Linked DNA regions of Mus musculus: all the other regions are linked to region 1. Evidence: chromatin contacts called from public Hi-C, HiChIP or PLAC-seq, Micro-C and promoter capture Hi-C data. All regions are on one chromosome and are shown on one strand. Each heading gives the region's core, a stretch centred on a gene start, on an enhancer-like site or on the middle of the called end of the contact. The rest is flanking DNA. Distances are from core to core; before and after follow the strand shown.

Evidence for each region. Promoter capture Hi-C pulls out the DNA fragments that hold promoters and counts their contacts. A called contact is a pair of places that touch in the nucleus more often than the background predicts. HiChIP or PLAC-seq counts read pairs in DNA pulled down with a chosen protein or histone mark.
Region 2: a promoter capture Hi-C map of pre-B cells shows a contact between it and region 1, with 2.2 times the contacts expected there. The contact joins the promoter of Atp6v0d1 here to the promoter of Smpd3 in region 1. A contact is called at or near these places in 4 of 39 promoter capture datasets (hippocampal neurons, liver and pre-B cells) and 1 of 484 Hi-C or Micro-C datasets (memory CD8 T cells).
Region 3: a contact with region 1 is called in a promoter capture Hi-C map of pre-B cells, with 4 times the contacts expected there. The contact joins the promoter of Enkd1 here to the promoter of Smpd3 in region 1. A contact is called at or near these places in 3 of 39 promoter capture datasets (hippocampal neurons, liver and pre-B cells) and 1 of 115 datasets of contacts at active chromatin or transcription factors (pancreatic cancer cells).
Region 4: a contact with region 1 is called in a Hi-C map of cardiomyocytes, with 3 times the contacts expected there. The contact joins the promoter of Vps4a here to the promoter of Smpd3 in region 1. A contact is called at or near these places in 1 of 39 promoter capture datasets (hippocampal neurons), 1 of 484 Hi-C or Micro-C datasets (cardiomyocytes) and 1 of 115 datasets of contacts at active chromatin or transcription factors (embryonic forebrain).
Region 5: a promoter capture Hi-C map of liver shows a contact between it and region 1, with 2.3 times the contacts expected there. The contact joins the promoter of Plekhg4 here to the promoter of Smpd3 in region 1. A contact is called at or near these places in 1 of 39 promoter capture datasets (liver) and 1 of 115 datasets of contacts at active chromatin or transcription factors (large pre-B cells).
Region 6: a Micro-C map of embryonic stem cells shows a contact between it and region 1, with 2.9 times the contacts expected there. The contact joins the promoter of Has3 here to the promoter of Smpd3 in region 1. A contact is called at or near these places in 6 of 39 promoter capture datasets (the 3T3-L1 cell line, cranial neural crest, embryonic stem cells and 3 more), 1 of 484 Hi-C or Micro-C datasets (embryonic stem cells) and 1 of 115 datasets of contacts at active chromatin or transcription factors (embryonic stem cells).
Region 7: a FOXA1 HiChIP or PLAC-seq map of pancreatic cancer cells shows a contact between it and region 1. The contact joins the promoter of Sntb2 here to the promoter of Smpd3 in region 1. A contact is called at or near these places in 2 of 115 datasets of contacts at active chromatin or transcription factors (astrocytes and pancreatic cancer cells).

What each region holds. Positions count from the first base shown.
Region 1 is chr8:106,336,362-106,340,253 of GRCm38.p6, forward strand. Smpd3 (sphingomyelin phosphodiesterase 3, neutral) reads right to left here and starts at 1,604. Exons shown (of 9, transcript NM_021491.4): 1 at 1,451-1,604.
Region 2 is chr8:105,563,073-105,567,356 of GRCm38.p6, forward strand. It overlaps Atp6v0d1 (ATPase, H+ transporting, lysosomal V0 subunit D1), which reads right to left and starts at 2,992. Exons shown (of 8, transcript NM_013477.4): 1 at 2,711-2,992. The coding sequence starts at 2,840. Agrp (agouti related neuropeptide) reads right to left here. Exons shown (of 5, transcript NM_001271806.1): 4 at 4,048-4,130; 5 at 3,623-3,866. The coding sequence ends at 3,684. Gm38250 (predicted gene, 38250) reads left to right here and starts at 3,108. Exons shown (of 4, transcript NR_168532.1): 1 at 3,108-3,202; 2 at 3,297-3,398.
Region 3 is chr8:105,705,545-105,709,571 of GRCm38.p6, forward strand. It overlaps Enkd1 (enkurin domain containing 1), which reads right to left and starts at 2,664. Exons shown (of 8, transcript NM_198299.2): 1 at 2,613-2,664; 2 at 2,280-2,379; 3 at 2,005-2,199; 4 at 1,022-1,194. The coding sequence starts at 2,364. 4933405L10Rik (RIKEN cDNA 4933405L10 gene) reads left to right here and starts at 2,745. Exons shown (of 4, transcript NM_027655.2): 1 at 2,745-2,971; 2 at 3,252-3,469; 3 at 3,856-4,027. The coding sequence starts at 2,888.
Region 4 is chr8:107,029,893-107,033,596 of GRCm38.p6, forward strand. Vps4a (vacuolar protein sorting 4A) reads left to right here and starts at 1,377. Exons shown (of 11, transcript NM_126165.2): 1 at 1,377-1,599. The coding sequence starts at 1,579.
Region 5 is chr8:105,370,692-105,374,631 of GRCm38.p6, forward strand. It overlaps Plekhg4 (pleckstrin homology domain containing, family G (with RhoGef domain) member 4), which reads left to right and starts at 2,581. Exons shown (of 23, transcript NM_001364406.1): 1 at 2,581-3,171. The coding sequence starts at 3,128.
Region 6 is chr8:106,869,306-106,873,375 of GRCm38.p6, forward strand. It overlaps Has3 (hyaluronan synthase 3), which reads left to right and starts at 1,531. Exons shown (of 4, transcript NM_001331048.1): 1 at 1,531-1,646.
Region 7 is chr8:106,933,846-106,937,791 of GRCm38.p6, forward strand. Sntb2 (syntrophin, basic 2) reads left to right here and starts at 1,895. Exons shown (of 7, transcript NM_009229.5): 1 at 1,895-2,476. The coding sequence starts at 1,957.

The sequences.
Region 1 (3,892 bases), core at 354-2,853:
TAGCTGATAGGGCATGAGGTTGAATGGGTTTAGTCAGCATGCTTCTTCAGATCCCCTCAACTGCAAGGTAGAGTCCCTGGTCATCCCTGTCCTCGTGGTCACAAGTCCTGCCTCTAGTAACCATCAATCCCATCGCATTCTTGGGGCAGGACTGGCAGTGGGGTTGGAAGGTGGGGACAGAGAAGAGTGTATGGCACAGGACCCAGCACAGCACAGCCACCTCCTCCCTCGGGATTTTCCATCCCGGCTCGCGCGGGCCCGCGAGGAGCGAGCGCGCTTTGTCTCTCTCGCTCTCTCTTCTCCTAGCACGTTTCCGTGGAAGCTACCCGTGCCGCGCCCGAAGCCCCCCTTCCTCAGCCGCGCCCCTCGCGCAGTCCAGCCCTGCACGCCTGCCAGTGCCGCCACCGCCGCTTTGTCCTCCCGTGGATGCCTGGGCAGAGCGCGAAAGCCGGGCACCTGAGAGCAACCCCTGCTCGCAGGGTACCAGATCTCGGCGTCCAGATCTGGAGCGCGCTCGGCATGCAGCGGAGCATCCCTCCAGGATCCGCGAACGCGGAGGAGCTGCGGGTTGCTGGAGAGGGAGACCACTGGGTCCTTTCCCTCAGGTGCCCATCTAGACTCTTAGCCGTGGTGCTGGAGCTCTAATTCCCGGGGTGTGGCGGAGCAAGAGAGATGATCTCCACTCTCTACTGCCTGGGACCTGGATCTAGGTGGAGAGGGCCTGGGAAATAAGATCCAGGTAGGGAGGGGTACCTCAGACTCTCACTTCTACCCACCTCCCACACCCAGGCTATTCAGACCTTAGGTGCGGCTCCATCACAGAAGACCCAAGCATCCATCAGTGCTTGGAGCAGGGTGGGGAGGAGTCCTGCAGCCCTTCACTTTCTCCATTCCCAAAAACAAATATCCCACAAAGAACCCAACTGTGAGCAAGTCATAAGGGGAGAGCCTGGATGTAAAGGAGGGCAAAGGGAAGGGTCTCCCTAACAACTCGAAACCTAGGAGAGTCTAAGAGGAGGGGAGGTGTCTCATCAGTCACATCCCAATCCCTGTTTGCAGCCTGTTTGCAGCCTCGAGCTGGGGTGTTGTAAGGAAGGGTCCCTCTATCTCCAAACCTCTCATCCCAGAACAGTCCCTCCATCCTCAACAACCCAAGCAGCCTTGACTTTAGGCGCAGGAAAAGGGAGACTCCAAGCCTTTTTCACGCTCTCCTACGAGAGACCAGAGAGGGTCTTCCAGCCCTTCATCCCTTACACTCAAGAAGCTCTTTCACCATACGACAAAACCCAGCCGAGGTTGCTCCGACCTCAGGCCCTGGGCCACGAAGAGGCCCGCAGTCAGTCCCTCCAGCTCCACGGACAGATGGTGTTAAGTGCGGCGAGGACACGTCCCATCAACTCCCCAGGCCCCCCTCTCCTCAATAAAACAAAAGCAAGTCCTTAGCACCCACCTCAGGTGGCGCACAGGAGGGCGCTCGGTGCGGGGCAGCGCACGCGGCGCCTCCCAGCTCCTCGCGACCGGGGCTTCCTAGAGACGGCTCTCGCGGCGGCGATGGTTACAGCGACCGCGGCTCTGGCATCCGGAGCCTCCCTCGGACTCAGCACCTGGAGCGGCGAACAGCTCCGCGCCTCATTCCGCTGACCCCGCCTCCCGCGAGCTGCTCTGGCCAATGGAGACGCAGGATCCGCCCAGGAGGTTGCCTATTGGGAGGTTCCGGTCCCTCCGTTGGGACCTCGCCCCCAGAGACCGCCCAAGTGTTTGCTCTGCCTGCTGGAACATGTAGTCTCTTAGGGCTGTGGAGTGGGCTCGTGCCGCGGGCTTGTAAACAAATGGACTACATTTCCCAGAGTGCATTGAGGAGCCCTAGGCGCGGAGGAGGGTGGGAGGACTGTTTCCATAGCAAACTCAGCCCCTTGGGGAATGGGGGATGGGGAAGTGGGGCAGGCCTTGGGACCCTTGCAAGACCACATGTGATCTGTGGTTAGCGTCTTGGAAGACGGATTCGGTTATCTTTTTCTCTCTGTTTCTACTTGAGGACCCTGGGCCTCAGTTTCCCTGTCTAGGAAGAAAGGTAACGAGACGGCCTCGCTGCAACACTCGGTGGAGCCAATCGAGAGCGAGACGCTTTGGTTCCTCCCCACCAGAGATAAAGGATACTGGAGGAGACCTTCACACCTCAATCTGAACTTTTATATTTTTTCCTTAATTCTGACACTGAAGGTTTGTTTGTTTTTTTTGTTTTGTTTTGTTTTTTTGTTTTTTTTTTTTTGTTTTTTTTCTTCTGGCCACATTCCTTGCGCCACTAGGACCTTTCCTTCTTGTCCCCACATTTTTGCAGTCTCTCCTTCAGTACTTTCTGGTAGAGTGAGCTGCTTCTGCCTAAAACCTTTCACAGGCTTCCTCGGGCCTCTGGGATCAAATCCACTTTTCACAGCAAAGCTGGAAAGTCCCTTGAGAATTGGACTCCACTCTCGTTTGCATCGTTCTGAACTTTGGAAACTGGCAAGCCTTGAGTACTGATTTTTCTCTCTTCCTCTGATCCCCTCCATCATGCCGTCCTCCAACTCCTCAACATCCTTTAAGCCCCAGTTTAAATGTTGCCTTGATGTGTGACGACTTCCTTGATGTTCTGCCGAGTGTTGCACATCTTCTGTGTCTGTCAGCCTCTACTTCCCCTATTTGATTTGCATGTTTACACACCCAGCTTCCTCATGAAACTAAACTTATAAAGCAGAGGCAAGTCCTGTATTATTCATATTTATAGTTCCGTGTCTACAACCTCTGACATACAGGAGGCACTCAACAAATGCTGAGATTTACCTATAGTTATTGAAAATGAACAGCGGTTTATCTGATTTCAGCATACACCTTCAAAAAATGTTTATTTTCTAAGGTGTTTCCCACTCCTAAAGATGTTCACTAGAAGGATGCTACTGGTTGAAAAAAAAAAGTTTAAATGCCATTCATACTTTTAGGATTGGTTGGGATTTTGTCTGAATGTCCCAGGGTCTTTCTACTACTGTGGTTCTAGAGAAATATATTTGTGCCTGCTATTCCTGTCAATTCCCCCACTAAATGTCACCAGTTCCTCTATTTTAGCTGTTGGCCCTACTTTCTATGTCTAAATGCCTGCCTCCCACTCCCTTTCTGGGAAGATCTTCTCTCACCTGTCAGTCATGAAATAAGATGCTGGCTGGCCTTTAAACCTTCTGCTCAGCATCATAGGACTCCACAGTGATTTCCTGCCTTGCTAGGTAGCATTTTTTCCTCCTGAATCCCCAGGAAAGATTCTGATACTGACTAGATGTCTCATTAATTCCATCCATAGTTTGTTTGTCATCGTCCTAGAAGTTTAGGGTGTATGAAAACACAACCATTCTGGAAAGAATGCCTTCATGTGCATAGTTGATTCACACTGGGAAAGGAAGTAACTGGAAAGACTACTATTCCAAACAGAGCCTGAAAGAAAGGAAGCCTGCTATCCCGGTACAGAACAAAGGCTAGGGCAGAGGATGAATAAAATGTTAGTTCTTCCCTAACAGGACCTCGAGTAAGCCTCGCAGAGGGGCTTTGATCTTGGCTAAATCATGGAGGAAGGCCACTGGGGCTGACTTAATAGACACAGCCTCATTACTAAGGATGAGTTACTCATTACTGCCAGGAGCACAGGGAAATGGGATGTGTTGAAGCTCAGTATCCAAGTCTGTGGATACAGTGAGAGCAAAGGCTGTTGGGAGAACAGAACTATGCCATACAGTGGACATCCACAGAAGCCTAGCGAAGAAACCCACCAAAAGCCGGAGGTGAAGCCCTTGGAGGTCAGTTGAGCCCTTTGAAAGTATCGCTAGGGCAGGAAATTAGATTGACAGAGCACCTACCTACCTGTACACGG
Region 2 (4,284 bases), core at 1,742-4,241, 770 kb before region 1:
TCTGGCCTCCAGGGACACTCCAACTCATATGTACATGTCCACACATACATACACACATTCACATTATCTTTTAAAACAAATACAAAAGTACAAAAACAATTTCAGCTATTTAGGAGGCTAAAAGGAGGATCACGATATCAAAGCCAGCCTAAGCTACAGCGTATAGGCCAGCCAGTGTAACTGAAAAAGAGCCTGTCTCAAAACAAAAGGGCTGTGGCTACAGTTCAGCAAAGTTCACTTGCCAAGTATCTCTAAGGCTTAAATTGGTGGGAGGAAAAGGGTGGTAGTGGGGCAGTGCTTAATGGGTGAAGAAGGAAGCAGAGAAAAAAGTAAGTTAAGTAAAAGACAACATAAACTCACCTTTCCTGGATGCTGATTCTGTCTTTAGTGCTTACTGGGTTCTTCATGCTGGGCTAAGCGTTTTACAAAGTAGCACTGTGGCCATCTCACAGTCTTTATGAGATAGATAGTGCTTATATGGCTGATGAAGAAGTCTATATCCAGAGACATTAAACAATTTGCCTACAATAATCCAGTAACCCATGTTTGCTTGACTCTGAACTCCTATTACCTCTGAGCACCAAGTGCTGGGGTATACTGTGTGTAAAGGAGATGAGTATGAATAAAAGAGCAAGTAGTCCCTAAGTGCTACTGGAAAGATCTGGATGGTGTTCCACAAGGAGGCCCACTGCTAAACAGTTCATCAGGAAGAATACCCTAGTGTGACTATTGCCAATGATGGGGTGTCTGCTGGGAAGACAGAAACACAAGCACCCAGAAATTCAACAGTGGAACTGGCAGCAGCTGGAGTAAGAAATGCCAGAAGCCAGAAAAGGCAACAGTGTCCACCCCTAGATTTATCCAAGTAAGGAGCTTCCTCAAAGAACAAAACTAAACACTAAATTCCTTGTAACAGGAAAAAAAAAATCTCCCAAGTCCCAGTTGATCCACAGAGCTCACACTGAGTGCCAAGCACAGTGTTAAGCCCCGCCCCAGGCAGCCAGGCAGCCTACTTCTCCTCTTCCCACAGTCACATCTAAACCTTTGGGGCTGGCTCCCACAGCCCAACATCTTGAACCTCTCCTTCCTTGCTTCCACTCATATGATAAAGGTGAACAATTTTTTCTTGCAGGTTAACATAAAAATCATAAAATCTACTACTGCTCTTTAACTTTAGTAAGTTTCCTATTTTAACATTATTTTTCACTTGACGGGACTAGTTTTCAAGGTAAACATTAACTGTATGAGCCCAACTTAACATCAGAAGTATTTGATAAGAAGTTTCTACATTGGGTGAATCACCCAGCCTCTTCCAGCTACAAGCCCCTTTCTTCAAAGGAATCCTTTAGGACTCAGAGATGGGAACTCATGTCTCTGTCCTTTACTACCATGTGCGTGGAGGGTCTAGAATTAGGGACATCTCTAGCTTAGTACATCTGCTACAGTTGAGCCATCTAACTTTAGATCAGTGGTTCTCAACCTTCCTAAAGCTGCAACCCTTTAAAACACCTTATGTTGTGGTGACCCCCAACTATAAAAATTATTTTCATTGCTGCTTCACAACTGTAATTTTGCTACTGTTGTTAACCATAAATATTTGTGGTTTTCAATGGTCTTAGGTGACCCTTATGACCGTCAAAGGGATGGTGACCCACAAGTTGGAAACTGTTGCTTTAGATTTATGTGTTAAGAAAGAGGAACTTGGGGGCTGGCGAGATGGCTCAACGGTTAAGAGAACCGATTGCTCTTCTGAAGGTCCTGAGTTCAAATCCCAGCAACTACATGGTGGCTCACAACCATCCGTAAAGAGATCTGATGCCCTCTTCTGGTGTATCTGAAGACAGGTACAGTGTACTTACATATAACAATAAATAAATCTTAAAAAAAAAAAAAAGGAAAAGAAAGAAAGAGGAACTTAGCTTTCTGTCACTCTTGTGTAAGAAACTGGTGCCCTGCCGGGCGTGGTGGTGTGCGCCTTTAATCCCAGCACTTGGCAGGTGAATTTCTGAGTTTGAGGCCAGCTTGGTCTACAGAGTGAGTTCCAAGACAGCCAGGGCTACACAGAGAAACCCTGTCTCGAAAAACCAAGAAAGAAAGAAAGAAACAAACAAACAAACTGGTGCCCCAACAGTGCTGGGGTGGGGTGTGAATGCAGGTTGGGGCCAAATACTTGTACGTGAATTTCTGATTTACAGAGCCACCTCTTGCTTTTCCAAACAGTCTTGAAGACTCTACACAGCCAGCGGTTCAGAGCTGGGAGGAACCTCTCGCTAAACTGGCTTAGCAATTCCCCAGGACGACCCAACCCTCAGACCAACACCACCAAGACACAACGATTCTAAAGCCCTTGGGGGAGGAGAGAAGCCTTTTCCATCTAACTTCCCTAGGCACTGCCACCCAACAGGCCTAGGGTTGGGCCAGGGGGAAGAAGCTTGGAGGCGCACTCGTCGCGCCGGCTAACCAATCCTCGGGGACCCGTCCTTCTAAATTATAGGACTAGCTCGACGAGGTTAGAGGCAACCCGAGCCCAGGTAAACCACTGCGGTTCTTGAAGGCTTGTTTACGTCTGGGCCCCCGCGCAGAGCCGCAGCTAGAGGCAGACTCCTTCCTGACATGCCCACCATCAATCAGCTCGCGGGTTCCCAGAGGCCTCGCGTGCCCTTCCCGGCTCAGGGAGGCCCCCCTCAGACAGCCCGGACCCGCGGCTCACCCTCGAGCGTCTCGCACTGCACCAGGTTGAGGTAGTCCGCCTGGCTGAGCACCCCGGCCTTCAGGCCGCGCACTAATCCCTCCAAGTAGCCATTGTCCACGTTGAAATAGAGCTCCGGGAAGAACGACATGGCTGCGGCGGGGGTGGGAGGCGGCAGGGGAGGCGGGGGGCGGCGGGACCAGAGAGCCCCGATCTGCCCGCACGCAACTAGACTCCCCGGATCAGCTGACGCGGCGGCCGCAGCGGGCTGTCAAGTGCGTCAGGTGACGCACCGCGTCTCACGTGACCGCAGTAGGGCCTGGCTCTTAAATGGCTCCAGTTTCCGGGCACCCTGGCACGCATGCGTTACTCTGGAGTGCCCGACCGGCTATAACTGCCCTCCCGGCGCCTGCGCACTAAGGAAAGGCGGCCCTGGAGCGCCTAGCGGAGAGCAAAGAAAGGTCGATGATGGAAATCGACCGCGTGGTGGTGCTAATACCCTCAGGATGCGAGGTGGGCCCTAAGTTGAGTTTTCCTGGGTTTGGCGCTTCTGTCTGGCTTCATTAGGGCCAGCCGGGTAAAGCTGAGCGGGTGTGCTATTCCTTAGGCTGTCGAGGCTGTCTCCTACCAGACAGAAACCGAGGTCCAAGGAAGAGGAGGGGAGAGTTTCGGAGCCAAATGGTTATCCTCCAACTAGACTTTACACCCGGTAAGCCGCACTGCGCCCGCTTTCCCGGCGTTTGTTGCACTAGTTCTCTAGGACCGGGGTGTGGCCTTCTGATTTCCCCAAGGGGCCTGGTGCCTTAAACTCGCCCATATATGTGGTTCAGATGATGGTGTAGCTTAGACCCCGAGGTTATGGTGTGTGTGGTTCCAGCATGACGACGCCCCGACAACCCTTCGACAGCCACGTTTGAAATAACCACAGCTTTAAGGTTAAACCGTCCCATCCTTTATTCTCATCCCCTGCCTTTGCCCAAACAACATCCATTGGCTAGGTGCGACTACAGAGGTTCGTGGCCGTACCCAGCTTGCGGCAGTAGCAAAAGGCATTGAAGAAGCGGCAGTAGCACGTAGCGCACGGGTCGCAGCAAGGTACCTGCTGTCCCAAGCAGGACTCGTGCAGCCTTACACAGCGACGCGGAGAACGAGACTCGCGGTTCTGTGGATCTAGCACCTGCATTCGTAGGGGAATAAGGTTCAGGAAACTCTCAAACCCCGACCCCAGTAGGGTGGCAGTGGACTGAGGTCAGGGAGGGGCTGCAGTTCTGCCCAGGTTGGGTAATCCGGAAGTGGGGAGAGATGATGGTATCTGATGCGCCCTACCTTCTACTTTATCCCTTTCCCTAATGAGTTACCTCCGCCAAAGCTTCTGCCTTCTGCAGCAGAACTTCTTCTGCTCGGTCTGCAGTTGTCTTCTTGAGGCCATTCAGACTTAGACCTGGGGCAGAAGATGTGAGGGCCACACCCACCATGCACCAAGTACCCACCTCCCTAGGTTGGGATTGGGATTGGGGAAGGAGGTCTAAGCCTGGGCGGGCAGGTCTGTGGCCAGCAATGGTCGTTGCCCCACATATCCCCAACCTGACCATACT
Region 3 (4,027 bases), core at 1,414-3,913, 630 kb before region 1:
TCTAGGCTACACAGGGAGACTCTGTCTAGAAACAAAGTAGCAGTGGAGATAGTGGGGTGGGGGTGGGGTATGGTTGGGGGTGGGAGTAGGAAACAACTCAGCAATAGCACAGGACAGTTCACAGCTCTCTGTAACTCCAGTCCCAGGAGGCCCATCCCCTCCTCTGGACTCTGGTGCACAGACAATCATGTAGCCACACAGACATGTAATTTTTTTTTTTAATCTCAAAGAAGTCATGAATGAATTAAAAGAAAAAGAGAAAGTAGTGTGGTAGTGAACACTTTTAATCCCAGCGCTCAGGAGGTGGACAAAGGAGAGTTAGAAAGTCAAAGAGTAGCCCGGCGTGGTGGCCCATGCCTTTAATCCCAGCACTTGGGAGGCAGAGGCAAGCGGATTTCTGAGTTTGAGGCCAGCCTGGTCTACAAAGTGAGTTCCAGGACAGCCAGGGCTATACAGAGAAACCCTGTCTCGAAAAAAAAAAAAACCAAAACAAAAACAAAACAAAAAAGAAAGTCAAAGAGTTTGAGGTCAGCCTGGGCTGCGTGAAACAGAGACACAGAGATAGGGGAACCGAGAATGAGTTAGCAGGAAGGTCGTGGGTATATTATATGAGTACCTAGTGTGCATGTGTCTCACGATTCCATCTCCAATATCACATGTAACTAGGTAACTTAGGTAGTTCTTTCAGATATGTACCCTGCTGGCTTTCTGTTCAAACCTTCTGCTTCTCCCCCTTACAAACTGAATTATGCCCACTATGCCCATTGCCCCTACTCCCTCTGATGCCAGAATCTACCTGTGGGGTTTTATCTCTGTGGAATGTTCTCTTCCTCTAGCCTAATCCTTGACCTGATGCCATCAGCTCCCCAGAGAAAGTCCACCCAGATGTCTTAGTCTTTTGTGATCACCATCTCCCCCAACGCACGCACTCATGAACGCACGCACACACATGCTCTGTAAGTTAGATCAGATATAATTGCCTTGGCCAAGATGGATAGGTCTGCCTCCCTGGGACAGATACCTTCATCCTGGCCTTGACTCGAGACTCCACATTGTCATACTTGGGTGAGCGCCACAGTGCCTTCAGTGGCTTAGGCTGACCCTGTTCCCGGCTGCGTTCCTGGTCTTGGAAGCGCCTCTGAATCTCTTTGATCCGCCTCAAGTTTTCCTTCTCATGGTCCTTTGGATTCTTCCCTGGAAGGGTGCAGGGAGGAATATTGCTAGGGACAGCCCTACCAAATGGCCATGCACCTCGGACTAGATCGAATATAGATTCACACCCTACCCTTGGCAGAAAGACCTCTCAGACAATCTGGGAGATGTCTGGTAGAAGAGAGGCCCTGGGTTCACACACACATACACACACATTTTTAAATACAACCAAGGCCTCTTCATGGAAGTTAGACATCATACCCACAGCACAGTTATCAGCTTATTCCCTTCCACAGTCACCCTCCTGGTTATCTTCTACATTTTATGATTTAGCATACCATTAATCACCGTGTATATTATACACATGGCCTGTCTTGTTCATTGCCTCCAACTGTGACTCCCATACTCCCCCCGCCAATTTTTTTTAAATTCACACATCCCAATTGTAGCCCCTCTACTCCCAGTCCTGCCTGTGCCAAATCCCCCCCCCCCCATTACCCCTTTCTCTTCTCCTCAGAGAAGGGGAAGCCTCCCTTGGATACTACCCTACCCTGGGACGACTCCCATACTTTTTAACCCCGTTTTCCTAACAGCTACAGGGTTTGGCACAAAGTAGGCACTAAGTAAACAATGCTCCATCAAGGTGTGAAAGCTTGAAGCGAGGGCTTTCTGCAGAAGGATAGACTCTGATCCTGCCAGGAGGTATTGTATTTTGCCCTTCTTTTATGCTAGAGAAACTAAGACCCAGAAAAGAACATTAACTGCATGGGCTCAAGGCAATTAAGAAGCACCCTATTTTAATCTCTGCTTTTGACCTAAGAATGCCTCAATACCCCGTCTGCAAGGACTTACTCTTAGGAGAGACCCCCGAACCGAGGGAGATGCACCCCAGTTGCAGCAGCACGTCCCCCACGCCTCGCTGGCCACGCTCTAGGATCTCTCGGGCTTCAGGCCTGATGCGAGGGCCACGAGGAGGACTGGAGTCCAGGTCCCGACCTGAAGTCAGCAGGTCCAGCTTCAACGCGTTTCCTTCCAGGCGTCCTTGGGCTGAGGAGCAAGACGCGGTGGAAAGCCGTGCTCAGGGGTGGGGCGGGGTACTCGCCCCGCCGAGGCACCCCGCAACTCACCCGAGGCCGGCCGCCGGTAGTAGTCCGGGCAGAGAGTGGGGTCTGGGGGGATGGGTCCAGAGATGCGGGACGGGCCCTCGCACATGATCCTACCGCAGCCCTGCAACAGTGCACCAGGGCCTGTTGCGCTGCGCAACTTTCCCCTCTAATCCCTGTCGGGTGCTTCCACCCTCCACCCGAGCCCTGCATCCCCGCGGTAGCCCCCATCACCGAGCCCCACCCCTCGACGACCGCCCGTCTCTAGGCGCAGACTGTACCACCGCCCCGCGACTAGCCCACTGCCCAGAGGGGTTCGCCGCCCCTCCCCCGCCAAGCCCCAGCGAGGGCTCTCACTGGAGCAGTTTTACCGCCAACTGTTGCAAGCCGGTAGGAGTTGCTGTTGCTTGGCAACAAATGGCTTCCTGAGGTCAGGGGTCAAATGACTAAGGCGAACAGCCTTCTGGGGTTTGTAGTTCCAGATGAGGAGTGATTCTAAGTCTCGGGTCTCAACAGGAGCCTTACCTCTCAACCTGTCTCCCCTACCAGCACTGAGTACCAGTCCAGCCCCGCTCTGGGCCTGAGGTTTTCTCTGATCAACTGTCGAGGGATGCACTGATTCCTCATAGCCTATGGCCTCAGAAGGGGCCAAGAGGCAGCCAGAAACCCAGAATGGGGCAGCAGTAGGGTTAGCCCAGGTTGCAGAGAGCCTTGAGGTGACTTGGGCATTTCAAAGCTCGGGAGATGGAGGGGTAGGGCAGGAGAGGTGGGACTCTAGGTAACCCAACCCTCTAACTGCCAGGCCAAGCCCTACAAGTAGAGAGGCCTAAGCTGGTTACCTTCATATTTTGTGGCCAATATGTAGTTAGGAGACACCACCACCCCCCCAACCAAGGGAGATGTACTCCAATTGCAGCAGCTTTGGGCTTTGAATAACTGATCCCCACAATACTTTGCCTGGCCATCGGCTCCCAATGACCTATGTGTATCTTCTAGTGTCCAGGAACAGAAGAGTGTCTGGTGCCGGCACATGAGACCTGCAGGAGCCCAGGCGAAGACAAGTGTCCCGTGGGGCACAGCTTAGAGCCAGAGCTCCAGGAGGAAGGAATAAAGGTGGGAGAGGAAGGGCTCAATGCAGGGGTGGAAGCAGGAGAGGAGAGAGGACCCAAGCCTACGTCATCCATCGTGAGACCAGCTCATGGGCCCAAGAGAAAGTGAGAGGGCTTTCGGAGGGAAGGGCTGGGAAGGTGGGTCTTATGCCCGGAGATTCCTAAATCCCCATTCCTTCAAGGCAGAGATTCTTGTCTTTGACCAATACCCCTCACTCCCAACTCTAGAACTTGGGGGCTGGGGGGTTGGTATGGATTTGGGACTTCTAGATCTTGCAAGGAGACTGAGCTACCATAAATGCTGAGCCTCTACTGGGCTTGGAGCTTCACTGTCTAAGAAATGGACAGCTAACTAGCTCTAGTGGACAGGCAGGGGTAAGCCCTAGGCTCAAGATATAGGAACCAAAGACTGAAGCCTGCCTCTTTCAGGCCTCTTGTCCCAGGTTTGGGTTCCCCAGCCCTCCCAGGGCCAAGCACCATGTCCATCCTAGGTCAGAAGTTGAGCTGCCACCGGGGGTGCTGCAGAAGAAGGAGGAGCCAGAAGGCAGCCACAGTGAATCCTCACTGTCCTCGAAACAGCACAAAAAAGCCAAGAAACGCAAGAGTGGCGGGGCTCCTGTGCCGCCCGCTGTGGCCAGCGCATCCGCACCCGCCGCCGAGACC
Region 4 (3,704 bases), core at 127-2,626, 690 kb after region 1:
TTAAAAGCATGTGCCACCATGATCTTTATTGTAGCTATGAGGGAGGGAACAGTCAGAGGCATCCGGAAGAGCCCAGAGCTGAGAAAGAACAGAGTGGACTGAATAGGGTCAGCTGACTGGACCTGACTGTGAGGGGAGCAGGAGCTGTGCAGAGAGGGAGAGACAAGACAAGACCAAGAGGGCACAGAGCTGAAATCGCAGGGTTATGAGGAGAAATGAGTAGCTGGGGAAGGGAAGCCCATGAGTGACGTTTAGGGGAGGGAGCAAAGCGCACATTAGCCCACAGACCTGGAGGCTAGTGTGCGCTTCCCTATGCTGACAGGCACCTCAGACAGCCATGTTCCTTCTGCCAGTGGTAAGGGAAATGACGTGGCTCCTTTGATAAAGGGGAAGCAGCTCCAGAATCTCAGGAAATGCAGTTTCCTTTGCACCTGACACAGAGAGAGAGACCCTGCCTGAAAAAAAGAAGTATCTGGGCATGGCAACCCAAAACTTTAATCCCAGCAAAGGCAGGCAGATCTCTGAGAGTTTGGGTGGGCAGGAGTGTGGCAATCAGAGGACAACTATAAGAAGTCTGCTCTCTTCTTCCACCCAGCAGGAACTGGGGATATTAGCTCATTTGTCTTGTGCACAAGTGCTTTTACCTGCTGAGCCATCTCGCTGGCCCAGAAAAGTTAACAGTTAAAAACTAGCACAAACTTGGTGGTGGTACAAGCCTTTAATCTCAGAACTCAGACGGCAGAGGCAGGTGGATCTCTGTTCGAGGTTACGCCTGGTCGACAGCCTGAGTTCCAAGACAGCCAAGGCAACACAGTGAAACCCTGTCTTGAAAAAAAAATAAAAATAAAAACCATCACAAAACAGGCTTTAGAATCATTCTCTCATAACAGTTACCTGGGATTGAACCCACAGTGTGACATTCACTATGTATACATTAGTTCATTCATTGTCCCCTAAGACAGGCAAGGTAAATACTAATTAACATAACCTATTAAATAGCGGGAAAACACAGCTCCAGGGAGTTTACTTTTTATGGTTAGGTTTACTCAAGTGGGGTACAGATTCTACTTGTTCCCTCCGCCCCGCCCCTCACTCTCTCACAAGGCACGCCCTTGGTCGGCCCCGCCCACCTGGGCTCCCAACTCCGCCCAGAACTCCCCATCTTTGTCCACGTCCAGCCCCGCTCCTCTCCCGGATCTACCAGGCCCCGCCCCCGTCGGCCCCACCCCTCACTCGGCGGCTCCGCCCCTCACTCCGGTTTTACCGGCCTTCGGGCTGGCCCTTTACCGGTATCCCACCAGACCCCGCCCCCGGCAGGCCCCGCCCCTCTTAGAGGAGCGGTGTCTGCAGTTGCAGGCCATGGCCACAGGGCGGCAGCCGCGTGACTCGGGCTGGGCCGCTCTGGGCCGCGCTCCTCGTTCACCCTCGGACTCGGCTCCCACTGCTAGTGGCAGCTCTGCCCGCGCCGAGAGCCGACCTGCCGGGCTCCTAAGCGGCGGACCCACCACCTCGGCTCCTCCGAGCCGGACCGAGGCCGCAAGCAGCACCGCGGGGTGTGGGGCGGACCCAGGATATGAAATGACAACGTCAACCCTCCAGGTACTTGGGTGCGGCGCGCCCGCGGAGGCCCAAGGCGGCAGGGCCTGCGGGCCGCGGAGCGGACGGGCGGTGGCCTCCTCGGAGCCCGGCCTGGCGGTCCCTGTCAGGCTGCCTCGTCCCACCCGCGCTGCAGCCTCTCCCGCGCTCGGAGCCCGAAGGACGTCTCCACTGAGCCCCGGCCCAAGCCGAACCGGCGGGCCGGAGCCCAGGACGCGCAGCCGGGGCTGAACTGCCGCCTTGCAGCGGCGCCGCCTCCCCCTGAGCGCGCCCGGGTCCCGCAGGTCGCTCCGGGAGCGGCGTTCACCCGCTCCTGCCAGGCGCCCTGGCAGCCCCCTGAGCTGCTTCCAACGAGCCCCGGGTTTCTCGGCCAGCCACCCTTCATTCATTCCCTACGTCCTGCAGGGTGATGCTGGGGTGGCGCCGCCCGGATGAAGGAAGGGCTCGTTCTAGAGCTGTCAGAAAGCATAAACACTGTCAGGCCTCAGGCTTGTGTTTAAATCCCAGCCCTGCCACTCACCAGTGTGTCTAGGTTTTGGATGTTGGAATGTTGGATTTCCTCATCACTAAAATAGGCAGTGCCCTTGTAGGGTGGTTGTCAGACGACTTGAGACAATAATTCAGGGAAAGCAATTATAACATAGGTTCAGCATATCATGTACTCGGTAAGCCTTTGCTAATAAAGTAAGCGTTTGGGTGGAACCAAGTAAGACTTTATGAAGGAAGGGACTTTAGCCAGAGCATCAAAGAGTGAGTGATATTTGCATATCTGGTGGTGGTGGTGGCTGCTCCAAGTAGAAATACAGGAGTAAATTTCTGTTCTAGGCTTGAAATTAGATGGAATTCAGAACTAGAACCCACCATTCACTGCAGAAACTGTTCTGTTTGTTCTTAGGGTTAAACCAACTTCGGCCTGATCCCACCTGCCTGGCCAGAGTTAGCACTACATGTGAACCAAGAATATTATCCAACTTTTAGGAAACAGTTTTATGAAGAGCTAGCACTCATGCTATAACGGTCACATATTTAAACTGTACCATCCAGGGCTTTTAGAGGTTTGAATCATCACCAAAGAAACTCTACGCCTTTAACCACTGCTCCTCAGCCCTACTGTCCCATGTAGCATACTCTGTGGCATTGTACGTTGTTGTGTTTGCGTGCATATGTATGTATGGTGTGCATGTGTTGTCTGGGTATGACAGTGCCCGCACACGCATTCCCATGACCTGCCCGTGTGGGGAGGTCCGAGGATAACATGCACGCATCGGTTCTCTTCTGGATGTTCAATTCAGGCTGTCAGACTCCGGTAGGAAGCGGATTTCTTTTTTCCTGGGATTTCCTTTATTCTTTGACGTTTCATACATGTCAACCATGAGTCTGGGTCTTGTGTACTTCCAGCTCCACCCCCTACTCCTGTGCCCCCCCTCTCAGTAACCCGCTGTGCCCAGTTAGTGCTTCTTAAATTTTGATTGGTCTTAGTGAGCTCATCTGGTGCAGGTAAGCTGCATTTCACAGCACCCCTCCAGCCTCTGGCTCTTTCCTCCCCTCTTCCAGTTTTTTTCTTGTGCCTTGGGGACATGGGTGATAACTCTCAGGGCTGAGCCCTCCCTCAATAGACACTAATCTCAGTTAGGAGTCTGCATTGACTGCTAATCATCTAACCAACTCACCACCACTGAGAGGAGCAACTTCTCTGGCCTAGATTATATCTGTGGAGATAAGTATAAATACTTAGAGGACAGATCAGCATTATGTCATCTAATAAAACAACAGTGTAGATTCTTCTCTAGGCCTGTGGTCCCTAAGCCATGGGCTTCTGACCAGCTTTACAGCGCCAGATCTGAATTCTTCCCTGTACAGCAGGCCTCAGATCCAAGCCAAATATAGTTGAGCGCCCCCATAACTTTTGTGCCACTATTGGACCAATGGCAGATCAGTACTGTAACATGCATGGTTGGCTTCAGGGATACTATTGATGTCTTTTCTCCCCCCAGAGACTAACACTATGACAGGCAGGCAGCAGGTCAGTTTCCGCTTGCTTTCTTTTTGGTTTTGGTGGTGGTGGTGGTGGTGTTTTGGGGACAGGGTTTCTCTGTATAGTCCTGGCC
Region 5 (3,940 bases), core at 1,331-3,830, 960 kb before region 1:
TAAAATGGGATAGCTGGAACACGCACTGAAGAGTCAGAAATAGATGGATCCCTGTGAGCTCGAGGCCAGCCTGGCCTATATAGCAAGTTCGAGGCTAGCCAGAGGTACCCAGTGAAAACAAAGCAAACCAATAAGGACAAAAGAGTTAACAGTCATACTTAACAAGAACAAAAGTTAACTTAACACTCCATAAGATTACTGCTAAGGTTAAAATGGGAAAGAAGTGTCCCAGCCCTGGCTCCGGGGTAATGGATCCTAAGTTGTTTGCATTATCTTGCTCATAATGCAAGGTAAAGTTGCATGGAAAAGGCTGTGGGTCTCTGGGTCCTGGGAAGAAGGGGGACAGGAAGAAGTAGATTATCTGGAAGCCCCAATAGTGGATTCCAAGAAAGGAAAGCTTGACATGGAAGGGCCTTGGGGATGCTATTTCAGCGGCTCAGAGTAGGTGAAGAGGACCAAACTGTAAGAAGTCTTCCCACCAGGTTTCAGTCAGGATAACTGGGGAGCTTGTCACAACAGATCTCTGAGCCTGCTCCAAGGTGTCCGTTTTTTAGAGGCAGGGTCTCACTATGCAGACCTGGCTAACCTGGAACTCAATATGCAGACCACACTGGCCTCAAATTCACAGAGATCTGCCTGCCCATACCTGTTCTCCCTATCCCCTTTTCCTGCCCCTCCCCCAGCCCCCATGCTTGGATTAAAGGCATGTGTGGTCACACCCACCTACTCCAAGGGTTTTGATTTAACAGGTCTTGGGGAAGCCCAAAAAGCTAGTGAGCACAGCTTGAGAATTAGGTAAAGCTATCAGGCATTTGCTCTGTAGGAGCAAGCAGGTCAATTGGCCACGCAGGGCAGTGATGGTGCTCGCCTTTGATCCCAGCACTTAGGAGGCAGAGGCAGGCAGATTTCTGAGTTCAAGGCCAGCCTGGTCTACAAAGTGAGTTCCAGGATAGCCAGAGCTATACAGAGGAACCCTGTCTCGAAAAACCAAAAAAAAAAAAAAAAAGTTTGGCCACTTGATTGGACAAAAATGACAGGGTGGTTATCTTACCTGGAATGAATGGAGAGGGGGGATCCAGATGTCATAGGCCTAGAGCTTGCTATTTAGGCTGGGCTGGCTAGCCCAGGATCTGCCTGCCTCTGCCTCCCCAGTGCTAGGATTACAAGTGTGCCAGCATGTTTAGCTTAAAAAAAAAAAAGTGTTCTGAGAATCAAACACAGGGCCTTATGCTATCCACAAAGCTATCTCCCTAGCTTCCCTCCATCTTAAAAAAACAACAGGATCTTGTTATGAAGCTCTGTCTTGTCTGGAACTTTTTTTTTCCCCTTTTTTTTAGACCTGGCTAGCCTTGAACTTGTGTATCGTCCAGCCCTTTCATCTCAAGCCCTAGATTAGAGGCATGCACTCTTTGGTCACAATGAGGGCCGTTCTACGTCAAAGAAGGTGGTCTGAGACAACAGGGTTTTAGTCAGCTCTGTTTCCCCATGCAGTCTGGGACCTAAGAGAAAAGGCTGTGATGCCCCTGGTGGCCTTGAATGCCACTCCCAGGAGCCTGGGTTTATTTGGGTCAAAGATGAGAGGGGTCTGGGAGGTTTGAGAAATCAGTTGCTTTGCTGATTACAGTGGTCCTGGCTTAAGGGACTTAAGTCATACACAGACTTAAGGGAATGTATCCCCAGATCTCCAAAGCTAAGGAGTCGCCTTTTCTTTTCTTTTCTTCCCTTTTCTTTCCTTATGGATGGATGTTGTCAAGAAAAGAGAGGTAGGGAGGGCTGGGGAGGGGGGAGGGCGGAGTGGGGGGGGGGGCTGTCCACATTCTACAATCTCAGTGGAAAAGACTTCTCTGAGTAGATTCAGCAACCAGCAGAACCAGAGATGGCCTTCGTGAGTCACTGTTCAGACTTGCAAGCTCAGCTCTGGAAGCCCGCTGTGGTCAGCCACCCCAGGTTGGCTCCAGGCCTAGCCCCCCACTGTCCCGCACTGGGCCAGTGTCTGTCCCTGTTGCTGTTCCATGCCTTTCCCATCCCAGATACGTGTGCCTCACAGCTCTCTGCCTCTTCTGTCTGAGTCTGTCTGTCAGTCATTTTCTCTAACCTTGGTTTCCACGTCACCCACGTGGGAAGAGTTCAGGACGGGAGGGGCGGTGTGACTAGTCTTAGATACCCCTAAATATTTATTCTGTGCCAGGCCTGACATACAGAGCTCGAAATATCAAAGTGGACAATATTCAGTCTGCCTGCTTACAGGGCACATTCTGTGTGGAGTGAGAAAACCACAGCCTAGTTCTGCCTCTGTCTCAGCACGCGTGCCTGCGCTCCCCCAACCGCCTGCTGTGTTCAGAGGGCCTGGGTCAGTTAGGGCCTGAGACCTGATGCCTCTTATTTGCTTCATCCCTGGGAAGGGTTATGTTCCTCCCGGGAAGTCCATCTTCTTACAGCTCCTGGGGGCCTGGCTAGTGGGTGGAGGTGAGCCTCAGAAGCAGGAGGGAGGGAAGGAGAGAGGGAGGGAGGGGCAATGACTCAGTGGGGGTGGCCTGGGACAAGAACCAAGGACAGAAGCCAAGACTGGACCTGATGCTCACTGAAGCTAGAGGAAGGAGAGATGGAAGACATGCCTAGGAGCTGGGGCTGGAGAAGGACAACTCCAAGGCCAGCCTTGCCCCTTGCTCTTCAGAATCTGCCTTAGAGTCAGAGATGGGTGGGGACGCCTGTTGTTTCTACCATGGCTGCAGCTGATAACTAGATTCATGAAGGAATCGCCTGACTTAGAGCCAGGGAAGGCATTATGTCCAGTGTCCTCTCCTCCCAGGGACCAAGGCCATGGTGTGGGGGCTACATGCCTTTGTCTGGTTGCACAGATAACCTTTTTCTTATGATCTTTCCACAAATTCAAGAGTGTTAGGCCAGGCCCACTTCCTCCAAAAGGACCCCAGACTTTAGAGTTAAGAACGAGTAGGGGTCTCCCAGCTATCCCAGTGTCTTTCATCAGTTCAAGATTCCCTAACGAAGGGTGAAGTGGGAAGGCAGGGCATGAACACAGATATCTGATCCATCCATCAGGATTTCCCTGGTCCATCGGGCAACCCCAGGAGAAAAGAATGCTTTTCTTGTCTTACAGGAGAGGAAGATGAGGTGCAAAGAGAAAAGGGTCCCTGGAACAGCCCACAAGAGGTGAGTGATGGAACCAGATCTCAGCTGGTCTCTGGCCCCAGGGCACCAGCTTTCTTAGCCACCCTTTTCTGTGGATAGGGAAAAAGAACTCAGGGAATGAGGGTTTGAGCCTTATGTATGTTGGCAGGCCTGGGTCAATTCCCACCCAGAGACATAGCTACCTACCCTCTTCACCTTCCGGGTTTAACAAGTCATGGGATGTCACCGTTTATCTCTAATTTATTTCTCTGTCTTTTTGTTGTTTGTTTTATTAATTAAACCTGGGGGCTCACACAAGTCAGGCAAGGGCTCTGCTACTGAGTTACACCTCACAGCCCATCCAACCTGTTCCGTGGTGGGTGGGCCTGAGAACCTGAAGGGGAGATTCAGGCTACAGAGGAGTGGTGGTCCCTCCCACTATCCGTGAAGATTATCCACACGCAGCTACCAGGGCATAGGGAGTCTCTCTGGAGACGGCCCCTAATCATGGACTCACATGTGTGTGTGTGTGAGTGTGTGGTGGTGGGTGGTGGGACAGCTCTGAGGACCACGAGGGCTTGAGTGGTCCTCATCTTGTACATGGAAGCTGGGCAAGTATTCCCATGTCCCATCACGGGAATGGTAAAGGAGCCTTGCCCTCCTCCCACAAGGGCGTCCTTTGCTTCGTGCAAGAGCCTTCTTTCCATCGGCAGAGCCACGGCTCACTCACCCTTTCAGACAGTTCCAGCTCTGAGCACAGTGAGCACAGTGGAATGAATGTTGCCGGGGTCGGCAGAATGAGAAGTCAAGG
Region 6 (4,070 bases), core at 281-2,780, 530 kb after region 1:
ATTGTGTAGAGGTCAGAAGAGGACTTGAGCTAGTTGGCCTTCTCCTTCCAACATGTCCCAGAGACTGGAACTCAGGTTTGGTCCAAAGTGTCATCACTCAAAGAGCCATCTCAACAGCCTTTAAGAGCACACTCTTTGGAGCTGGGGCTAGAACTTTGACAAAGCATGCACAGAGCTCAGGATTCAGTCCCCATCAGTGAATAAACTGGGTGTGGTGGCCCTCATCCTTCTCTTCGGAGTTAAAGAGGATAAGAAGTTCAGGTTTATCTATCCTTGGCTATATGGGAAGTTCAAAGGCCTATCCCGGGCTACAGACTCTGTCTCAACAAAACAAACTCACTCACTGCCCAGCCCTTTAGCCCATGCAGTGGTGTTTCTCCTGAATGAAGCAGGGTGAAAGGTTTTGATTTTGTCTGTCAGGGTGGGAGTGGGCGGAGCAGGGGCCCAGGGTGGCTGTGTTGTGGATTCTGTGGCTAAGTGACCTATGGGCATGTCTGAGAGGGATGGCTTCCTGACTGGAGCAGCTCACATGCCTATTAAATTGTTTCCGCCTGCGAAGTTATCTCTGACGGTTGGAGGACCCATAAATTCATTTTTAAAACTAGTCTTTAATTACAATTTCTCTTCAGGTTTTTCTGAGATGTAAAACCTCGAGATCTCCAGCTGGTTCTAGAGTTTCTACCTCTAACAAACACTCTTCTCCCCTGGACTCCCTCTCGGCTTCACCTCACCGGAGGAGTCTACACCAACTTCCAGGGACCACGGAACTGCCAGCGAGGATGTCGGATGGGGACCTAAGAGGTCGGGACGTGGGAAAGAAAGGTGGGGAGGAAGAGCCGTTTGGGCTTTAAGACCGGAACCTCCTGGATTCCTGCTAGACCAATCTGCAGCTTTTGCAAACAGCCTTAAAGTCATCAGCGCCCCGCTGCGGAATTCAAAGCTCAGCTTGTCATAATAGTTAACACCTTCTTTGACCAGCCTCCTTTTATTTGACAATTTTTCTTTTCTGTCCCTCTCTGTTGCCACCGGGAAGGTTTTTAGGGAGTCCCCTCACATAGCGAGCCGCCCCTTGGCGTTCAGAAGATTTTCTGGGGTAGCCCGTTTGCAGGGTGAGTAGGTTTCCAGGTTTCGGGAGCGGGGCGTGGGGGCGGGGATGGACATGAACGATTTTGTAGGTCCCCACTGGTCATCCGGAAAGTTAACGATGCTTCAGGTACTAGGCTAGGGACAATGACAGCCTTTCCAAGGCTGCTGGCCCGGAGGTCGGCGTGGAGCAGCTGAGCCTTGGGCTGCACTGGGGGTCCCTAGTTTTCTAGAGGCAGAGGTTGCGACTCTCGATTCGGAGGGGCTAGGTCCACGACAGACCCCGAGTCTGGCGAGCGCCAGCCGGTGGCCGGGCACCGGGCGCTCCCGCGGGCTCCGGGAGCCCTCCCACTCTTGCCAACTTTCCCTGCCCTGGTGCCGGAGGAGGGCGCCTTTCCCAGTGGGTCGCGCGCGATACTTAAGGCGGCTCTGCTGGGCAAGGCGGTCGTCAGTCGGAGCCCCAGCGGCACCGTGGAGGCAGTGCGCGGCGGCGGGAGCCGGAGGAGGAGCATGGAGCCGCCGCGGGCCTGCTGAGCACCGGAACGCCGGCAGCCGGCGGCACGGTGAGCGCACCCAAGGGGCCGGAGCCTCTTACCGCGACCTGGGGACCCTGGGGCTCCGGCCGCTCAATGCTTCCCGGCGGCAGTCGCTTGCACCATGTTCCCTACCCCCTCCTCCCTTTCTTCCGACATCCTGGGCTCCCGCAGCCTCTCCTCCCTTCCTCCCTTGCGGCTCTTGTTTTGTGAATGAATTGGGGGTGGAGGGAGGCTGTGCGGGGAGCGAGGCTAGAGTGCCCCTCCCCCCAACTCACGCCCGCAGGGGGTTCACACCTGCGGGGACACCGAGATCTCCAGCGATCTGGTCCCTACAGCACAGGTTTGTGAGATGAGTTCCTCCTCCTTGCCGGTTCAGAGAGGTCCAAGGGTGCCTAGGAGAGATTGGAGGAGCTCCAGCCGCTAGTGCAAGTTTCTGTACTGCCGTGCGTGAGCCCGGCTGCAGGGCGCACCTGTCAGTGGGAGAGTTGCTGTTAATCTTGCAGCCCTCAAAGTTCTACTGCTGGGTAGGGAGGTGTGCGTCCTTGCCTGGAGGTTTTTATTTCTTTTCATTGTCCTATGGGACATGGATCCCGTAAAGCGCCCCCACCCTCGTGCCCTTGAATCTAAGTGCGCCTTAGCTAGCCTGGGCGAGCTTTCTTGGATCTCTTTTGAGAGGATGGAGGAAGCGGCCCAGGATATAAGATCACATTCTGGTTAACCGGCTTGGGGAAATACAGTGTCCTCTCTGGGCAGAGGACCTCAACAAGAGCCCGTGCCAGAGCCTGACTGTACATAGAATATCCAGCTGCAGAACCTTCCTGGGTCTTCTGTAGGGAGATGGGTACCTCTTAATTCCTGAGGGGGAGGGGGTCTGGCCCCCGGATGGAGGGGGCTGGCAACTGCAGGGATGCTGCCTTTGTTTGCAGGCACTCCTTTGCCAAGGTACCTGGGGCCCTGAGAAGATGAGTAGGGTCTGGGCTGGCAGTTGTTCCTTGGCTTTTCCGTTCCTTCCCAGCAGAGTCGTGGGAAACCTGCACGTGGGTGTGGCTGTGTGGCTTTAGCCAGCGGGGTGAAGCTCAAGCCGGGTGAGGAGCGTGGCGAGAGCTTCCTTAGCTGCCTTGGACCTGACCGGACAGCCTCTGGAACTGCACCGAGGCGGGGCGCCAGGACGCAGGTTGCTGGGCCAGCCACAGCACCTCCCGTCCCTTCCCAGAACGAGGCGGGCAGTAGGGCCCGCAGCGTCCCCTATGTATCAGCTCTAGCTGGAGACTAGGCAGGGGACGTATGCCTGGGGCTCCCTGAGCTGGGTGTGTGCAAGGAGGGCTGGGAGTCCTACAGAGGAAGCATGCGGCGGCTCCCGGGGCTGGTAGGGCAGGCCGCCCAGAGGACATGCTTCCCGGAGAGGCCAAGCTGCCAAGAGTTCTTTCCAATCTACACTGCTGGAAGAATGCTTTTGCGGATTTAAGCAGTGACTGTTCCGCACCCATCCTATGTGATGGATATCTCTGGCAGCAGAGTCTATTCCTATTGGGATGGTGCCTGGATTCAGGGAGACCAGGATTGAAGCAGGTTTCCGAAGTGAGGGGTCATTGTCTAAAACAAGGATTCTCCAATCTGGACAGGTAGCTAAAGAGACAGGAATGGAGGGCAGCCGCTCCTTCCCACACTGCTTCCTAACGCTCCCACCTGGGAAAGCCCTTAGGGGCTAATGTGCATCCATTGTCAGGGAAATTACCTGAGATCTGAGAAGCAAGGAACCATTAGCATCCCTCTTGGGGACATGGACAGTAAGTCTTTGGGCAAGGTCAGGAAGCCAGGAGGCAGTGGAGCGTGTCCAAACCTTGGTCTCCGATGTCAAGTCCTGGGCTCCTCTCATTAATGCACAGTTGTTCCCAACAGGATGGGGGCTAGAAACCCCAACTTAGTTACAAATGGGAACCTACACTGTTTGAGTGGCTGGGCCGGAAACATGCCGGCAAGCCTACCAGGACACTAGGACCAAGTAGGCGGAGCTCCCCAGCAGCCTTCTCTGCAGTGCTTGCTGCAGTCCCCTATAGCTCAGTTGCTGGTCTTACAGCAGGGCTGTCCACACCCCAACTCCCCTCTCCCATCTCTTGGCCTTTTCTCCTGCCTCTCAAGTAAAGAAAACAGTGAAAGCCAACCCTGCGCAGTGTCTTACAGAAGGGTGGAAGAGAGAAATGATTTGTGTCTGTCTGCCTCACACCCCTTTTACATCCCCTGCCCCTGTTTTCTCCATGGGCCTTTTGCTGTGCTGGGAATGGTCCCCTCCCAGGGTACACTTAACACTTAGAGGTGGTAGCTGTAGGCCTTGGGCTGCCCCCTGACCCATCTTCTCCCACACTGCCTGTAGAGCTGTCCCCTCTATGCCCAATGTCCCCACAGAAGCTTATGGATTAAGAGCTTTGGGTCAGGTAGATCACACCTACCATA
Region 7 (3,946 bases), core at 645-3,144, 600 kb after region 1:
GAGCCACCATGTGGTTGCTGGGAATTGAACTCAGGACCTCTGGAAGAGCAGTCAGTGCTCTTAACCGCTGAGCCATCTCTCCAGCCCCATTTTTTTTTAACATATCTAAAAGACTTTTTTTTTTTTTTTTTTTTTTTTTGCTATGGTCATTACATATAGTCTTGTTATTGGCTCTGCAATTAGCAAAATCACTGACTCTTTAGCTAACAAATCTTTATACGGTTTCTTGGATGGTCATCTACATATTCGCCAAAAAAAAAAAAAAAGATGGAACCCAGACTAAGACTGGCAAACTTATAGAATCAAGACAGAACCCTTCAGGACTTGGTTATTTGAAGCCTTGCACACTCACTACCTAATTCCACTAACCTTATGTCTTGTTCACATTGGCAACTTCCTAAGGAATCATCACAGATGGTTAATTTTTGTGTGTGTGTGTGTTCACTTGACTGGGCTAAAAGACGCCTGCCTGGATGGACAGATGTAAAACCGTTCTGGGTGTGTCTGTTTCCGGAAGAAATTTTTTCCATGGTGACCTGAGTAGAGAAGATTGTCCTCAACAGTGGGAACCGGCACCATCCAATCAGGTGAGGGCTGCCAGGGAACAGTAAGACGCGGTATACTCACTCTATGAAAACTGGGACATCGCTCTCCTGCCACACTTCAGGGCTCCTGGTTTTTCATGGACTGGGCCAGCTTTTACATAGTAGCTTTCCACTCCGACCCTGCTCCCCCGCTTCTGCCCCCTCAGGCCTCTCTGGTCTTCTGATAGCTTCAGATTTCTACCTAGTCCTCAGGTCTTTGGATTTGGATTCAGAGCCTTTTTCTGCAGATGGCAGATTGTGGAGTTTAGCCTCATAATCTTGTGGCTAATCTCGCACAATCTTTGTTAACTATATATACCCGTTGGTCTGTGGGGAACTCTAAAACATCAGCATGCTGCAAATGTCTTTGACCTTGCGCACTGTGGGTTCCCAGTGCTTAAGAAGACAGGTCCCGGGCTGGCGAGGTGGCTCAGTGGGTAAGAGCACCCGACTGCTCTTCCAAAGGTCCAGAGTTCAAATCCCAGCAACCACATGGTGGCTTACAACCATCCGTAACAAGAACTGACTCCTTCTTCTGGTGTGTCTGAAGACAGCTACAGTGTACTTACATATAATAAATAAATCTTTAAAAAAAAAAAAAAAAAAAGAAGAAGACAGGTCCCCTCTAATTACAGGCCAGCAGACAGGTGATTTTTAAAAGCAGTGACAAAGTCTTGGATCCACACCTTTGATCCCATGTCACTTATGCTGTGTCCCCTGCTTGTGCTCACACCAAGACTAACCAAATGTTGTTTTATCCTGTTCTTAGGGAGGTCTGCAGTCTTTTTAACCACAGAGAATCACACCTAGCTGGTTGCCTCTGTTTTTCTTTCCCATTAGACCACAAGCTCTCTCGGCTGAGGTGCATTTTATTCAGTGTGTCTCTAGGGCCTTAAAAGGAGCCCAGCACACCTCTGAGCGCTCAGGGCTGCTTTTTTTTTTTTTTTTTTTTTTTTTTGCAATGAACCAATCAATGCAAGAATGAACGCGCCAACCCGGCCCTGCAGGATCGCAAAGAGCCTCTCTACAAGCTGACTTTGCTCTCCCTGCCCGGGCAGCTCTCGTAGAAGAGGTGAGGAGTTCGAGGAGGTCACGGAGAACCAAAGCAAAGGACGGCGGGGTGCCTCGCTGCACGAGGCGCTGCCCACCTCCGAAGAGCTTTCAGTGAACCAGGACAACCTCGCCTCCCGGAAGCGGCCTCGCCGGCCTTCCCCCCGCCCCTCCGGAAAGTGGGCGTGGCCCTCATGAATAATGAATCGCCGGGGGGAGGGGAGGGGTCCGCCCCCCTCGGGCGGGAAGGGGGAAGCGCCGAGGCTGCCTGACTGGAATCGGGGGAGCTGCAGCAACGGCGGCTGCGGGAGCAGGGCCGGCCATGGCGGTGTGGACGCGGGCCACCAAAGCGGGGCTGGTGGAGCTGCTTCTAAGGGAGCGCTGGGTGCGGGTGGTGGCCGAGCTCAGTGGCGAGAGCCTGAGCCTGACGGGCGACGCCGCCGCAGTCGAGCCTGAGCCGCCGGCGGCCGCCTTCAACGGTCTTCCGAACGGCGGCGGCGGCGAGTCTCTGCCCGGGAGCCCGAACCGTGGCCTGGGGCCGCCCAGCCCTCCCGCGCCGCCCCGCGGTCCCGCGGGGGAAGCGAGCGCCTCGCCGCCCGTGCGCCGAGTGCGAGTGGTGAAGCAAGAGGCGGGCGGCCTGGGCATCAGCATCAAGGGCGGCCGCGAGAACCGGATGCCGATCCTCATCTCCAAGATCTTCCCGGGGCTGGCGGCCGACCAGAGCCGGGCGCTGCGGCTGGGCGACGCCATCCTGTCGGTGAACGGCACCGACCTGCGCCAGGCCACCCACGACCAGGCCGTGCAGGCGCTGAAGCGCGCGGGCAAGGAGGTGCTGCTGGAGGGTGAGCGGGGGCCGAGCGGGAGGCGGCGGGGTGGCGGCCTGGGCTCGCCTGCGCGCACTTTGTTTCTGCCCACCCTGACGCCTGTGCGGGGCTCGCCGGTTCCCTCCGCCCCGGCCACCAGACCTCCTCTTGTGGGGCTCCAGAGTGTGGAAAAACTGAGGCGTCCAGCGAGAAGAAAGTTGGGCAGCCACCGAAGTGTTACTTTACCGCCCCTTAGCGAGACTCAGCTGAGATTTAGGGGGTGGGGGGAGCAGCAGCCGCGTGCGAAGCTCACCCCTAAGTCTTGCACGATAAGCTGACACTAAGCACTAACTACCGGGAGAGCGATCGGCTCGAGTTCTTTAGTCTCCTTTTTTTCCCTGTTGGGAAGCGTTGGTTGGACGCTTTCTTTAGTCACCTCGGGCTCCCCGGGCGGGCCGGTCTATTAAATCCATCCACACCGATGCCAGCAGTTTGCTTGGGCAAACCACCAAAGCACTGGTTAATTTATGGGAATTTAACCCATCATTGGCTCTCAACAATAACCAGAGAAGATCACAGCACTTTGTGGAAGGCAGAGAGCTGATACAGCAAGTTTGTGAGGTTAATGAGCCTTGTTTAACAGTGGAGGCTCACGTGTTTGAGCATTTTACTGCCAACTAGAGTTTCGCCCCTTTTGCAAGAGCCCGGTGCCAGCTTCCTATCGCTGGCAGGCGTGCTGCCGCAAGACCAGTAGACATTTTATAAGAATCCTGAAACGGGTACCATCACATATGTGTGAATAGCCTTTACCTTAAGTGTAGATGCGATCTTGTGTGCAGCGTTTCACGCGTATCGATGTAACTGAGGCAGAATTAAATCTCATCTCCAAAGACTCATACATGTTGAAGGTGATGGAATATTGTAAGTGAGAAGCCAGTTGCTTGCTTTAGAAATAATTGCAAGACCAGCTCCGTTTTTCGCTGTTGAGTCAAGTCATTCCAGGAGCATTTATTGCTGCTAGCTGTATAACAGAGAATGTGAAAGGTGCTGTCCCTGTTGTATCTCTGCGGTGGGAAATGATAGAAAATGCAAAACAACTTCTAGGGAGGAATAACATCAAGTGCTTGACTCTGGTACAAGGTACAAGATGCTAAGGGATCACAAATTTAAGGCGTATTTGCTGGTAGCATTTTGGCGTGGTTTACAGCCTTGTACTCAAGAGGCAGAGACAGGCAGATCCATGAGTTTAAGAGGAGCCTGGTCTACGTAATGCGTTCCAGGACAGCTAGGGCTACGCAGTAGGACTCTGTTAAAAACAAATCCAGAAAAGAATTTGATGGAAATGGGCTTAGTCCAGGAGGGCTTTCCAGGAAGTGGTGGATATAAGTGTGCAGAGATGAGTCAGGAGGGATTGCTGGCAGGAGAACTGAACGGAGGGGTTGAAGTTGGGGAGAAAACCACCAGACTAAGGGCAGAATTAGAACTTAGGTTTTTTCTTTGTTTGTTGGC